Regions from separate parts of the Sus scrofa genome. Here region 2 is linked to region 1. A link is a contact called in public HiChIP or PLAC-seq data. All regions are on one chromosome and are shown on one strand. The core of a region is the stretch at or near the end of the contact, and the rest is flanking DNA. Distances in the headings are between cores, read along the strand shown.

Region 1 (7,308 bases), core at 3,521-6,020:
TAGGCTGGCGGCTGTAGCTCTGATTTGACCCCCAGCCTGGGAACTTCCACATGCTGTGGATGCGGCCCTAAAAAGCAAAAAAAAAAAAAAAAAAAAAAAAAAAAAGAAAGAAAGATTTCTGGTTTATATACATGTCTTGGGAACAAATCTCTATTGCTTTTCTCAAAAAAATTTTTTTGTGCTTATGTAGTTGTGAGATGTGCTAAGGGCTAAGTATGAGCTTTACTTTGAAAGAATCTCTAAAAATGCATAACAGATGTGACCTGGTTTCAAAGATCAAGCTTCTATTTATATTGATGGTAAAAAGAAGTCCTGCCTGACCTCCCTTATCTGAGTTAAATGCCTTCTAACTGTTTCAGGAGTAGTTTTAGATGTATCATTTTACCTGCCTGGAACCAAGTATTTCATGCCTGTATCTTTAAGCTTAGCACAGTGTTTTGACACATAGTATGTGATCAATAAATACTTACTGAAAGTATTCATTAAAAGTAAAGTATTAGGAGTTCCTGTTGTGGCTCAGCGGAAACTAATCCAACTAGGAACCATGAAGTTGCTGGTTCGATCCCTGGCCTCATTCATGGGTTAAGGATCCGGCATTGCAGTGAGCTGTGTGCAAGTTGCAGATGTGGCTCAGATGTGGAGTTGGTGTGGCTGTAGTGTAGGCCGGCAGCCGTACCTCCAATGTGACGCCTAGCCTGGGAACCTCCATATGCCACAGGTGTGGCCCTAAAAAGCAATAAGTTAGGTATTATAGGGAGTTCCTGTCCTGGCTCAGTGGTAACAAACCTGACTAGGATCCATGAGGATGTAGGTTTGAACCCTGGCCTCGCTCAGTGGGTTAAGGATCCGGTGTTGCTGTGAGCTGTGGTGTAGGTCGAAGACACGGCTCAGATCCTGCATTGCTGTGGCTCTGGCGTAGGCCGGTGGCTTCAGCTCCAATTTGACCCCTAGCCTGGGAACTTCCATATGCTGCAAGTGTGGACCTAAAAAGCAAAACAAAAACAAAAACAAAAAAAAGTACTATACTCTAACTTCATTTTATATTTTGGAGAATAAAGGCCAGGGGTGGGATAGGGATGAAGATAGGAGAAAGGGAAATCATAAAGGGAGAAATCAGCTCTATTTATACTGCTTATTTCATCTAGAACAAACTTAACCACATCATAAGATGGGAAATAGAAATGGCACCTTACTTGAGAAAACATACAAACACATATACATGTAAACACTCTCATGTAAAACTCCTAAAAACTATCAGAATGATAATTGAACATTTTTAAAAAGGACAACTCCAAAAGTCATATAACTAATTCAAATATAAAGCCAAACTCTAATAAGAGACAAATACTTCCATATATCAATTTAAAAATGTCCCAAATTTTGACTTAAAAAACAAAAAAACAAAAAAAGGGCTGTGGACATACAGCTACATGGTTACTTCTCTCTTTTTTTTTTTTTTCTTTTGGCTGCACCAGTGGCATGCCAAAGCTCCCGGGCCAGGGATCGAACCCAAGCCACAGCAGTGACAATGCCAGATCCTTAACTGCTGGGCCACCAAGGAACTCCTACTTATCTCTTCATCAAAACAGTCTTTTAAAATATGTAACTTTAGGAGTTCCCATGGTGGCGCAGTGGTTAACGTATCTGACTAGGAACCATGAGGTTGCGGGTTCAATCCCTGGCCTTGCTCAGTGGGTCAAGGATCCGGCGTTGCCATGAGCTGTGGTGTAGGTCACAGACGCGGCTCGGATCCCGCGTTGCTGTGGCTCTGGCGTAGGCCGGTGGCCACAGCTCCGATTCGACCCCTAGCCTGGGAATCTCCATATGCCGTGGAAGCGGCCCAAGAAATAGCAAAAAGACAAAAAAAAAAAAAAAAGTAACTTTAACTTGCTAACAATATTCTTAATTCTAGTGTTGCACAGCTGATATATTTTACTTTTCTTAAACATTATTTTATTGAGCTATGATTCACAGGCCATCAAAGTCATCCTTTTTAAGTATATAATTCAGTGGTTTCTAGTATATTCACCAAGTTGCACAACCAGTACTGCTTAGTTCCTGGATAATTTCATCTTTGCCTAAAGAAAACCACACACCCCTTAGCCATCACTCTCTAGTCGCCATTTCCCCCAGCCTCCAGGCAATCAGAGACTTTCTGTCTTTACAGAACTGCTTTTTGAGACATTTCACATACATGTTACCATATAACAGGTGGCCCTCTGTATCTGCCTTCTTTCACCTAACATGTTTTGAGGTTCATTCATGTAGTAGCATGTTTCAGTACTGCAACCTCTGAATTGCTGAAATCATATTCCATTATGTGGGTAGATCACATTTTGTTTATCCATTTATGACAGACAGCTGGCTTGTTTCCACTTTCTGGCTGTTATGAGTCATGCTGCTATGAACAATCATGTACAAGTTTTTGTGTACATATGTTTTCAGTCTCTTGAGTATACTTGCAGGAGTGGTACTGCTGGGTCATATGGAAACTCTATGTTTTAACTTTTTGAGAAACTGCCAAACTCTTCTATTTCACTTTTGCTATTTTTTTATGCAGTAATACATATTCACTATAGAAAGTTTAGGAAGAGCAAATAAACAAAATGATAATTCTACTCCCACTGCCCAGAGAGAAACTCAATTCACTTTTTCCCCTGAGTTCTGTATGTACCATATACACTTATTTTTAAAACAAAAAATGGGATCATACTATAGATACTGTTTTATAACCTGCTTTTCTTGCTTTGCTTTGCAATTCCAGAGTTCTGAAAAAGTTGATGCTGTCAGACATGCTAGCTTGGTGGTTGCTTCAGGGGAGGGATTGATTCTTGGAGCTCCTTACTCCACCATTTTCCATGATGTCGCTTGATAGGAGGGGGCTGCTAACCGTGACTCAGGGGGTTTCCTGGGTTTCTGAGTGCTCTTGGTGGGGAGACATTCAGACAGACACACTGAGCTCTGGCTGAGCAGTCACAGGACTCCCAGTGAGGAAGGGGAAAACACAAGATCAGTTGGCTTGAGATGAGTCTAATCAGCCCTTAAGAGAGCTAAGATCCCACACCTGGTTTCAGAACTAGACTCAAAATCTGAATCCAAAATCCATGTTTTTTTTTCTGTTATTTATTATGTAGCTGCTCTCTACGATGTCACTATTAAATCTGCAGTCTGACCACTGATTAAACCACTGATGACCAGAATTGAGTAGACTTAGCTGACTGGAGAGGCTAGCTTCTTTCTCCTTCACCTCCCCTGTGCTTCACTATAGGATCTGCATGCTTGGCCAGAAAAGACCTTTCCAGAAAGAGAAGAGCTTCTGAGACACTCAGTTGCTTTCTAAACTAACCGACTTATCTTTTCAGGTCTGAGATTACTTACCATCCTGTGCCAAAAGGACTTTCATGACTATGACTACTGCCAATTTATAATATGGGGAATAAGTACAGATTCAACTATGTGCTGAAGTTTTTGAGAAAAATTCTATTAAGGTAACTTGTTCTCATGTTGACGTAATCTCTCATCATATTTTATTCTACCGAGAAAGCTTTGACATTTTAAAAAGTTATTTTAAAATTTTTCTAAAAATGTAATCAATTCACAAAAGCCTCAAGGGAAGAAAAGACAAAATTAGCCCAGTACCATATGGTAAAACAACTGCAGACACCAAGAACAGGCCTAGAAACAATTTCTGTACCTCAGAATCTAAGGCTTTTGTCAGATCAATATGATACAAGAAAGCCATAATTCGTATGTACCAACTATAAATTTAGGGCATACGAATGGCCTGAACCATGGGACATGGAGATTATGAATACATGATGTGGAGTTCATATTCCTAAATAAATGTTTCTCTGGGATATCAGCTGGCTTTCAAGAGGTTTTCTAAGGCAGAAACTACTGAAATAATCCAGTGAGAAATGATCCCTGCAACTATAGCTGAGGGAAGAGGAAAAGATAAGCTAATCCATACATTCAGTAACAGATGTGGTTTTCTTACCCCTGCACCCAAGAAGTGGAAGTCCCAGGGTGGCAAGAGAGCAGAAAGATTATCCCATCCTTCTCAAAAAATTCCAAGATATACTGACATCTGGAAGTTACTTTGAAATTTGTAAAAAATGAGTGGTCCCAGAGATGGGTGGGTGGATAGATATGTGGGAAAAATAAGATAATAAAACATCAATGCTATAATAAGGCAAGTGTGCAAGTGTTTACTGTAAAATTCTTGCCTTTTTTTTTCTATATCAGAAAATTTTCCTAATAAAATGTTGAAGGAAAAAAAAAAAAAACACAGAAAGGAAAGGTGTTCTAACAGGGTATACAAGTAAGACAAGCTTCGGAAGGCAGTTTTAAAAACAGATTTAATAACCACGCCAGATTCAGATCAGTGTGTGCATCTCTTCAATGCAAATTAGGCCTGCGTCAGACAAATGAATTCTCTCTAGGAAACAGTCTCTGTGAGACCATCAATACGAATAATTATCTATCTAGGCTTACGGAGAAAACTGACCTTTCTTTAACCAAGTCAAAGAACAAACATTTAAAAAACAAATAAAAGTGCATTAAGGCTAACAGACCAGCTTGTTCAAATGCAAACAGAAACAGCTGCAGCAAAGGGAAGAGGGGAAGGGGAAGTGGGGGCAAGAGAGCTTTAACTGGATTTAGACTAAAGCATATTTACTCATGGAAAACCACCATGAATCATGTTAGAAGAAGTCAGTCACAGGACTGCCAGAAGAAAGGGTGTGTGTAATACAGCCAAGGTCTGGTGCAAACAGGAGCAGAGCCGTATTTCCTCACATTCTTCCATGATGGCTGGAAAGTCTAGCCTGGAAGCACCTCTGTTCCTCAGAACAAGAGATAATTTCAGGCTTATTCATGCGATTTTCTGCACAGAGCAGAGGAAAAACATAACACTTCAGATAAAACCTGGTATCACATTAGCACCACACAGAAGTCAAAAAACATACTTATTTTTTTGTGAGTATATTTATTGAACCAAGGGAGGGCTCATTCATTTACTGAGCTTCTAGAAGGCTTGCTCGCCTATTTACAAGAGTCAACTCTCTTTAGGGTCTGTTGCTTATTTATGGCACTCAGGAATAGGACTAGTAGGCATTCCTAGGAATATAGTAGTATTCCAACCCCAGGAAATGAGTTTTTGAAGAATATTAAAGTAATTTGAAGCAGGTCCTGAAAAGCAATCTAAAGATAATAGCCTGAGAAATGTTCATTTCAGATAATGTCTATTTGAAAAAAAAAAGATTAAATAAAGCAAAAATGCTTTTTGGGTCAGCAGGGAAACATAGAGTTGAGTGGGTACGATTGCGATTGCGGACACAGAGCCAGGACGCCTCAGTTTGTTTACTGTCTCTGCTACTCACTAGCTGTGTGACCTTAGGAGAGGTACTTATGTTCCTTCTTTTTTCTTTTTTTGTATTTTCAGGGCTGTACCCATGGCATATGGAAGTTCCCAAGCTAGAGGTCAAATCAGAGCTGCAGCTGCCTATGGCACAGCCACAGTAACGCTGGATCTGAGCTCAAGGCACAGCTCAAGGCAATGCCAGATCCTGAACCCACTGAGTGAGGCCAGGGATCAAACCCACATTGTCATGGATACTAGTCGGGTTACTGCTGAGCCAAGAACTCCAATGTTTTTGATATCTCAGTTTTCCTCATCTTTAACTCAGGGATAACCATGACGTGAGGATTAAGATGAGTTAATGTTTGCAGTGTGCCTAGGACAGTATCTGCTTGTTAACGGTGGTAGCTGCTACCACTATCTACATTATCAAGCCAAAAAAAAGAATCCAGTGTAGCCATAATCCCCTCCCTCTCACACCTATTATTTAAAATGAAACATAATGAAAAGGATATTGAGAATATGGTGACTCTTTTTGAGCCCTCGTCGTTTTGAATTTCTTACATCCCTGCTATCCCCCAAACATTCTGAAAGAGCCATGTTTGCTCTCTTCACTTTCACAGCAGTAATTCATTCTAGCCTGGCTTCCTCCCATACACTCTGTTGAAACTTTCTGATTTTCAAGTCCAATGAATTGCTTAACAATTCCTTAGGATTTAACAGTTTTAACTAATCCCGGCTTTTTGAAATACATTCCCGTCTTGGGCTTAACATAATAACACTTTCTTCTAGTTCTTTTTCAGTCCTCTCCTCCTGATATATCTTTAATGATTCCTCCCCTTCTGCCCATCCCTAAAATATTGCCAATCTTAGGTTTATATTTTATTGTTTTGTCTTCTTCATGATCTCCCTGGGTAATCTCAAAGGCATAGACGAACAGCTTTCACAACTATCTAAGTGGTGATAGTTTATGCTTCTATTCCAGATCCCAGTTCTCAACTCCTGACCAGTATTTCCAGCAACTTACATGAGTTACCCACACGGATTTCCAATAGGTATATCAAACTTAAAATGTTTAGAACTCAAGTTATTTTCTCACCCACCTTAACCCATTCTTTATTTTCTACGTGTTATCGCAGTTAATGAAGTATCATCATTTGCCTGGTCCCCCAAGAGAGAAACTGGAGACCACCAGGAATTTCTTCTTCCTTAACCTTAACCTCTAATTTGTCACAGGTTCTATCAACTATTTTTGAGTAATATCTCTCAGATATAATTCCTGTTTCCTCTTCCCATTACACTGCTACATACAGAAATAACACTTTTGGAGGAGCTGCTGGATCACTCGAAGCCTCGGTTTTGTCATCTGTAAAGTGACAATAATAAGAACATCTACTTCATAAGGTTAAATAAGAAAATGTACATTAACTTCTTAGTTCAGAACCTAGTTAATCCTCAGTGAAGGATAGTCATAGAGTTTAGATTCTCAGCATCCTTTGCTTTTTACCACGGACTTAAGTTTTTAGTGAATCACCTTGTAAGCCACATACCCCTCCTAATATACAGTCCTCAAATACATGCATCAGACATCACCATGTCAAACCCTACACTTCTACCCTTATATTAACTTACCCTACCACAGTCACCTAACCTAGTAAGCCCTTATTAACTAGTACAATTTTTGTCATGAGTTATGCACATTCAATAATGTTTAATAAATGAATTTGTGAATGAAAACACTGCATATGGATTTTCCATTCTCAACTGCAGGGAAATGTTTATAGACTTGGTTTTGGTAGGACAGGAAGGCTAGAACAATTGGATGCAAACGCAGATCTTTGAAAAGCACGTGAACTGCACTATGATCGTAAAAAGAAATGAAGCATTTGTTTGCCACCTTTCGGGGGTACGTTCCTGTTTAAAGGCTACTGTCATAAACAAGAGGATCA
Region 2 (7,223 bases), core at 2,401-4,900, 300 kb after region 1:
TAGTGAAGGTAGGTAGTATTATCTCTATTTTATAGATTTAAAGGACAAAATGAGAAACGGGGAGGCTTAGAAATTATTCTGAGGTCACACAGCTACTCAGTGTTGGAGTCAAGATCTGAAATCAGGACTTCCTAAAATCCCAAGCCCACACTCGTAGCCTCACAAACAATAATACGATATAATAAGGCTGTGTATCCTCATGAGCCATATTCTAAGTAATATGTTGCTACCCTTCAAGCTAAGCATTCTGATTTTCCATATTTACTTTCCACTCTCAGGAAAATATCAGGACAAAATTTCACTATGGCCAGTTCATTCATAAGTTATATCTCAGGGTGTTGGCAGCTCAAATACCCTTCCCAAAGTACTTTTTTCCTGTTCTTAGTTCCAAATTTTGGCCCCGAAGACCCCAAAGCACTTTCATCAGTAGGCAGAGCGTCCTTATGAAGAGAAGTGATGCCCCTTTTCATCCCAAGGTGAGCACTCGACAGTGCTCTGCCATCATGACTTCACTTCTCCAAGTGGGGTCACCTTTCCAGGAGAGTTTAGCCACCAACAGCTGGGCATCCGCACAACAGGAGCAGAATAATGCATTACCCACATGAAGATTCAAGGGGAGTTTTGAAAGCTTGGATTTTTTTCCAGGTTCTCGGTAAGCAGTCTAATTTCTGTTAATAAAAAATGACTGCTCTTTAGGAAGACACAAGCCAGGTTTGAATTCAGGCTTTTAGATCTTAGTATTTACTTTGAATATTACCGGCAAGCTTGGATCGTTAACTCTATAAACCCTAAACTAGCTTGTTTGTTGTGAAAGCAGCTATGCTTGCCCCTCACCCTGCCCCCACTTTCAGGCCCAGGGGCAGACGCAGAAAACCTACCTACCTCTTATTACTTCTTGCCCCTTCTCAGTTTATTTAGGGGAAAATGTACCCCCAAAGAGAAGAGTAAGTTTATCTTATGTGCAATTTGCGGTGTTTGTTATGAACTTGTCCAAAGTGTGGATTTGTACCATGAATTAAAAGTGTTGGCTAGGCAAATAAATAAAGTCTACATCATTGTAATTTGTCAAGAAGATCTTAAACTGAAGGGAAAAAACAGGTCTTTTGCTCTGAATTTTGTTTCCCCTTAATTTGTATGTTAAAGCCCCATCCCCCAATGTGATGGCATTTGGAAGCAGGGTTTTTGAGAGATAATTAGGTTTAGGTGAGGTCAGGAGGGTGGGATCTGTGGATCTGTCCTTGCAAGATGGGAAACCAGAGAGCTTGCTTGATTTCACTCTGCCTCGTGAGCTCAGTTGGTCCGCAAACCAGGAAGAGAACCCAACCATGCTGGCATCCTGATTTCAGACTTCCAGCCTCCAGAACAGTGAGAAAATTAATTTCTGTTGTCTATGGTGTTTTGTTATGGCAGCCTGAGCTGATGAATACATCTTTCATTACTTTAGAAGCACCTATTTGCATGCAAAGGTAGTAACTTTATAGTTATCATTCGTGTGCATTTGTTCATTACAGCGAAATTGACAGGACCTCTCCTTGGCAACGCTTTTATGATACTCTAACTTGAAAGTGATAAAACTGCCTTTTAAAAATTGTATAGTGCAGCTTTTTCAATAGTTGGGGCAGAGTTGTAGCCAATTAGTCAGAATTTGCGAAGTTTTAGTCTTTTGCCCCCAAACTCTAAAGAAGTTATTATGTATCTTAACAAATGTTACAGCCTGTAAGACACATGTGCATATTTCTCACAGCAGCCTTTTGTGTTTTATTGTAAGAATATTAAAGGGGAATGGATTTATGTGGATAATCATTGAAGCTGGGTATTGAGTACGTGGAGTTGATTGTATTCTATTTGGTGGATGTTTTAAAATATAGAGTTTTAAATAAACACATACATATGAGCTACATATGATCTCATGGGTGGACAATTTCACTTTGCAATTGAAGTGTAGTTGCGTAATTGTGTTTTGGTCTATAACTATTTTAAAAAATGGAAAATAACCTCCTAGTCGCTTCTTAAAAAGGGGCAAACTGTGCCAGCTGATTTGAATGAGAGTGAATGTTTTTCACTCTATTTTCACAGCTGTCTTATCAGTTTCCTAAACTCAATTAGGGTGGAGCACAGGAATTTCACTCTGCGGGGACTAGGGGCTTTGTTGTGGTGGTTTGAAGATAAGGATATATCTTCCCAGGCTAACCTCTTGGAGTGAAGACATTTCCCCAGAAGGGGGAAAATGCAGGGCCTTAAAGATCTCTTCATAGAGTTTGCAGAGTGGTTGACGCTTAACAGTCTACGGAGAACTCTGCCAGCCTCCTGGGAAAATGATTGGGTATTCAATTGTTTCCACTTGGGCACTTTCCCAGACTAGATAAAGCCTCTCCATTCCATCCTACCCCTCCTCCACCCTAATTTTCCCTGAACCCCAGGTGCGGCAGGCTTGCTTTTGTCCAGGATGAAGGAGGGCAAGAGCTATTGGGTAAATGAGGAAAGCATCCTTTCAGTCTTCTCGCCTGCTGACGTCATGCCAGTGTTCTCTTGGCTTTCGTGTGGAAATGAGAATTTCCACAATTTTAAAGGGAGTGTCTGTTACTGTTCATTATGAACTGGATAGTAATTATTATAGGTTCTTAACCTCTTTATACGATCTGGATTTTATGCCTGTGAGATATGAATTGAGCTGAGGACTTTATGAGAAGCAGAAGGATTTTTTTTTTTTTTTGCAGAGTTTTCATTTTACTCATAACCTAGTTTTAGACGGGAGATGTGGGTGGTGAGCATCCAGGCCCTTCATGAGGCATTACACAATCTATTCGAGTTATACAGAGTGGATAGAAAAATGCCTATAACCCACTTTTTAAAAGTGTTTCATAATACAGACTGGAAAACCCTAGAAAATTCTTTAGGGCATGGAATTTCTTGACACTGTTTCTTGGTAGAAGAGTTCTCAAAACAGCTAACGACTCCCTGTTCCTGCAGTTCACAGGGTGGAAGAGGAGGAGGGTAAGCGCGTGGCAGACGAAGGGCTTTGGGGAATGTTTTGCCCTTGGGACTTGACAACCACTTATTGGTTCAAAGGTTTGCACCCCAAACCTAGAAAAGATTCCCATGTTTGGGGGATTGCAGTTAGCATAACTATTTTATCACAGCGGATTTTCATCAGAAGTTTTCATTAGGAGCGACAGACAAAATTAATGAAAGCTGAAAATTCGGAAGCCTCTCATCCCCCCTAAAAAAATTAAATAAAAAAACTTCTTTTCATGAAAGTGAAAGCATACATTAAGATCGCTTTCCGGGAGTTCCCATCGTGGCACAGTGGAAACAAATCCGACTAGGAACCATGAGGTTGTGGGTTTGATCCCTGGCCTTGCTCAGTGGGTTAAGGATCTGGCATTGCCATGAGCTGTGGTGTAGGTTGCAGATGTGGCTCAGATCCCACGTTGCTGTGACTCTGGCGTAGGCTTCACAGCTACAGCTCTGATTAGACCCCTAGCCTGGGAACCTCCACATGCCGCGGGTGCAGCCCTAGAAAAGGAAAAAAAAAAAAAAAAAAAAAAAAAAGATCGCTTTCCCTTCGTAGCTCCAGAATTTTTAAGGAAAATTTATATTCTATGCTTTTGTCATCATGAGTCACACTTTGAGAGCTCATAAGGTATGGAGCAATGGTCATTAGGCAATAGAGAAAAGTTGTATAGAAGTTGATGAGTCATAACAGTCCTAGGTTTCAAGGTTCTTATCTTTCACTAATTTATTAAATATTGGTGTGCCATTCTAGGGGCTGAGCATATAGCAAAACATAAGAAAGACAAGGTTCTAGTTCTCACAGAGCTTGTGTGTTCTAATATGGATAGACTCCCAAAGCGATGCAACACTAGGTAGTAATGAGGGCTAATATGAGGTCAAACAGGACAGGGTGATAGAGAATAGACGAGTAAATGTTTTCAGCTGGGTGGTAAGGGAAGGCCCCTCTGAGAAGATGACATTTGAATTGAGACTCAAAGGTGGGGAAGAAGCCATCGATGGAAGATCAAGGGAATCCATATTCCAGGGAGAGGGAGCAAAGAGTGCCAAAGCACCAAACCTTAACCTGCACGAGGAACAGAAAGCTAGCAACTGTGGCTCAGGCTCGGAGAGCAGGGGAGAGGGTGACCTGGTCAGAGGGAGGACCAGAAACCTTGTCATGAAGAGCCTTGGAAGCCAGAAGTTATGCTAAACGTGATGGAATGACTTTGAAGATTTAATTTTGTTTTATGGCCAAACCCATGGCATATGGAAGTTCTGGGCCAAAAATTGAGTCCGAGCCACAGCTGCTGTCCTGCACGACAGCTGTGGCAAATCCAGATCTTTAACCCACTCTCCCAGGGTAGGGACTGAACGCAAGTCTGTGCAGTGACCCAAGCTGCTGCTATGGAATTCTTAACCCATTGTGCCACAGCAGGAACTCCTGAAGGGTTTTGAGCAGAGGAGTCTTGTTATCTGATTTGCATTTTAAAACATTACTCTGGCTACCACGTGGAGAATGGATTATACCAAGTGTCTATGGTGATTTTGGTAAAAGATAAAGGTGGCTTGGATGAGGATAAAGAGAGAGGAGCAGCTGGGTTTGGGGTGTGTTAGAGACCCAGTAGAGAGATCTTGTTGGTGGGTCATTGTGGGAGACTAAGGAATGGATGATGCCCAGACTCTTTGGGCTCCTGTAGGAGCTACTTGCCAGATAGGGAAAGCTGGGAGACGCAAGGAAGTGGCTGCAGAAACAAAGGCTTGCCCCAGGGGCATGTTAATTTGGAAACATTCAAATTAGATGTGAAATAGCAGCTGGTTAAAAAGGTTGGGGCTGCAGGTTTATTCCCACCTTGATGCTGTTACTCATGCTGCTCCCTTTTCCTGAAAAGTCTTTCCGTTCCTTCCACCCACCCCACCTTAAGCATTAAAAAAAAAAAAAAAAAAAAAAAAAAGGTTGGGGCTGGAAATGGGGAATAGGGAAATAGGGTTGCAGGCGCACCTGTGGTCAAAGATAGGTTTTTAAAAAATAGTTACTTTTTTTTTTTTTTTAAAGATGAGGGTACTTAACTATGTAAGCTAATAGGAATGATGCAGGACAGAGGGAAAAATATCAGTGTGATGGGTTACCTATTTGATGTCTTCCAAGCACAGGCCCAAGAAAGAAAAGACAAGTTGGAAAACAAAGCATCGATTACTATTTGCTATGTATGTATTACAGGCTTTGGGAGAGGAGCAGGATAGAAAGAGAAGATGAGCATGGAGAAAGGGAACTAGGGAAGGCAAGAGAAGAAAGAAATAGAATTTTAAAAATAGTATAGAGTTAAAAAATACATCTGTGGGACCTGGGAGGAGGCTGAGGAATGAGTGAATTCTGCTTCTAACTGCTAGAGACAAATTTTTCTAGGCGACACGCATTCCATTGTCCACTAAAGCCTTTCTGCCCTAGAGAGGGCAGCAGTTAAGAATGGTGTGGATATAAACTCCCAGCTCCACTTCTTGCTGGAAGGGAGCAAGTTATGCAACTTCTTTGTGCCTCAGTTTCCTCACCAGAAACATGGACTCAGAAGGGCTTGCCTTGTGGGGTTAGTGTGTGAATGAAATGAGACCATTCTTGTAAAACACAGGGCAAACTTGGCATCTTTCTAGGTACTTCTGAGACTTTGGGCAAATCCTATCTCAAGTCCCTTGAGGCCATGGGACATGTCTTATCTTTTAACTTGCCATGGAATCTAGTACATAGCCTTATGTGTAAGTAAATTTTGAATGCTCACTTTTCCCTTCTTTTTGTTTCCCTTTCCTTCTGCTGTGCTAGACCTCTCCCGTGCTGCTCATCCTTTTGTACTTGCGATCTTGGTCTATAGAGTGTTTGTTCTGTTGGATATTAGAATCATGGAAAACACGAGGTGGGGCTTTAGCTTTATTCTCTCTTCCCTCCCAAAGCAAGAAAGATGTCCAATATGAACACCTTGATTAAAAGTGAAAGTTTATACCAACATTAATTTTTCTTTTATTCCCAAGTCCATACATAATTTCTCTTGTTCATCTAACTGATTAGCTACACAAAGATTGGTTCCTGGAAAACTTTTTAATCCAAGAGAACAGCTCAGCCCTGCATCAATTTTTTTTTTTGCCTTTTCTAGGGCTGCTCCTGTGGCATATGGAGGTTCCCAGGCTGGGGGTCCAATCGGAGCTGTAGCTGCTGGCCACAGCCACAGCAATGCCAGATCTGAGCCACATGTGCAACCTACACCACAGCTCACAGCAACGCCAGATCCTTAACCCACTGAGCAAGGCCAGGGATCAAACCTGAAACCTCATGGTTCCTAGTCGGATTCATTAACCACTGCGCCGCGACGGGAACTCCCAGCCCCACATCAATTTTTGACTGCTTAGTCTACGTCATGTGTGTCCTCTTCCATTAAAATGTAAGCTCCCCAAAGATACAGACCCTGCACAGTTCTTTTAAAATAAAAGTTTTATTGTGACATATTTCAGCTAGAGGGAAAAAGGTAAAAAATAAAATATGCAAACATGTACATTTCATCCACTTTAAAAGACTTCTTATACAATTATTCCTGCCTGTGTCCTCACTCTCCCCATCAGTAATCTCTATCTTGAATGCTGTACTTAGCATTTCTCTGCAGAATTTTCTTCCTCAACTACATTATATCCGAATCTGTATCAAGTTCTCCTTTCCTCAGGTTTCTGATGTGAACACATAGTAGGCTCTCAGTCAGTTTGTTGAATGAACAATGCTTGCTTGCTTGAGAACAGCAAATGGATCTTTACCTTCCTTTTCTGTTACTCTTCCAAAAGACTTGCTCACATACTGGGTGATTTTGGAAGGTAAGATGGGTGCTTAATATTGTTGCCCTATATAAAATCTATGAAATTATAGCTATCGTACCAGTTCTTATGATGTCTGCCTCTGATAGGAGCAGAATGTAATACCACAAAGTTCCATAATAAAATCACCTATGTATAGGGGGAGGGTTTATTGAGAACCCTGCCAGTTGCTCTTTGTGAATATTTGGTATCATATCTGTCTTTTCCCACAGGAGTACATGTTCTCTTAAACTCCACTAATGAAAGGGCTTGCATGAAATCTGGTAGAGAAGAGAAGGAGAAGCCAGTGTTTTCTAGAAGCAGGTAGGGCAGAAGTATGGGCGGCAGCAGATGGGATGGTTGACGTGGGATTTTAACTACAGCTTTTGGGTGGTATGAGAATC

Evidence for each region. HiChIP or PLAC-seq counts read pairs in DNA pulled down with a chosen protein or histone mark.
Region 2: an H3K27ac HiChIP or PLAC-seq map of alveolar macrophages shows a contact between it and region 1. The contact joins two enhancer-like sites. A contact is called at or near these places in 1 of 47 Hi-C or Micro-C datasets (embryonic fibroblasts) and 1 of 2 datasets of contacts at active chromatin or transcription factors (alveolar macrophages).

What each region holds. Positions count from the first base shown.
Region 1 is chr12:15,551,046-15,558,353 of Sscrofa11.1, forward strand. All of the region lies in intron 8 of TANC2 (protein TANC2), which reads right to left. Among named protein-coding and RNA genes, the nearest start is that of CYB561, 110 kb to the left of the region's middle. Within about 2 kb of position 4,771, at least 32 of the 83 cell types and tissues checked have an H3K27ac peak or open chromatin away from gene starts, as enhancers often do. A contact at or near this core is called in alveolar macrophages, where this site is marked.
Region 2 is chr12:15,851,216-15,858,438 of Sscrofa11.1, forward strand. No RefSeq gene overlaps it. Among named protein-coding and RNA genes, the nearest start is that of TANC2, 41 kb to the left of the region's middle. Within about 2 kb of position 3,651, at least 1 of the 83 cell types and tissues checked has an H3K27ac peak or open chromatin away from gene starts, as enhancers often do. A contact at or near this core is called in alveolar macrophages, where this site is marked.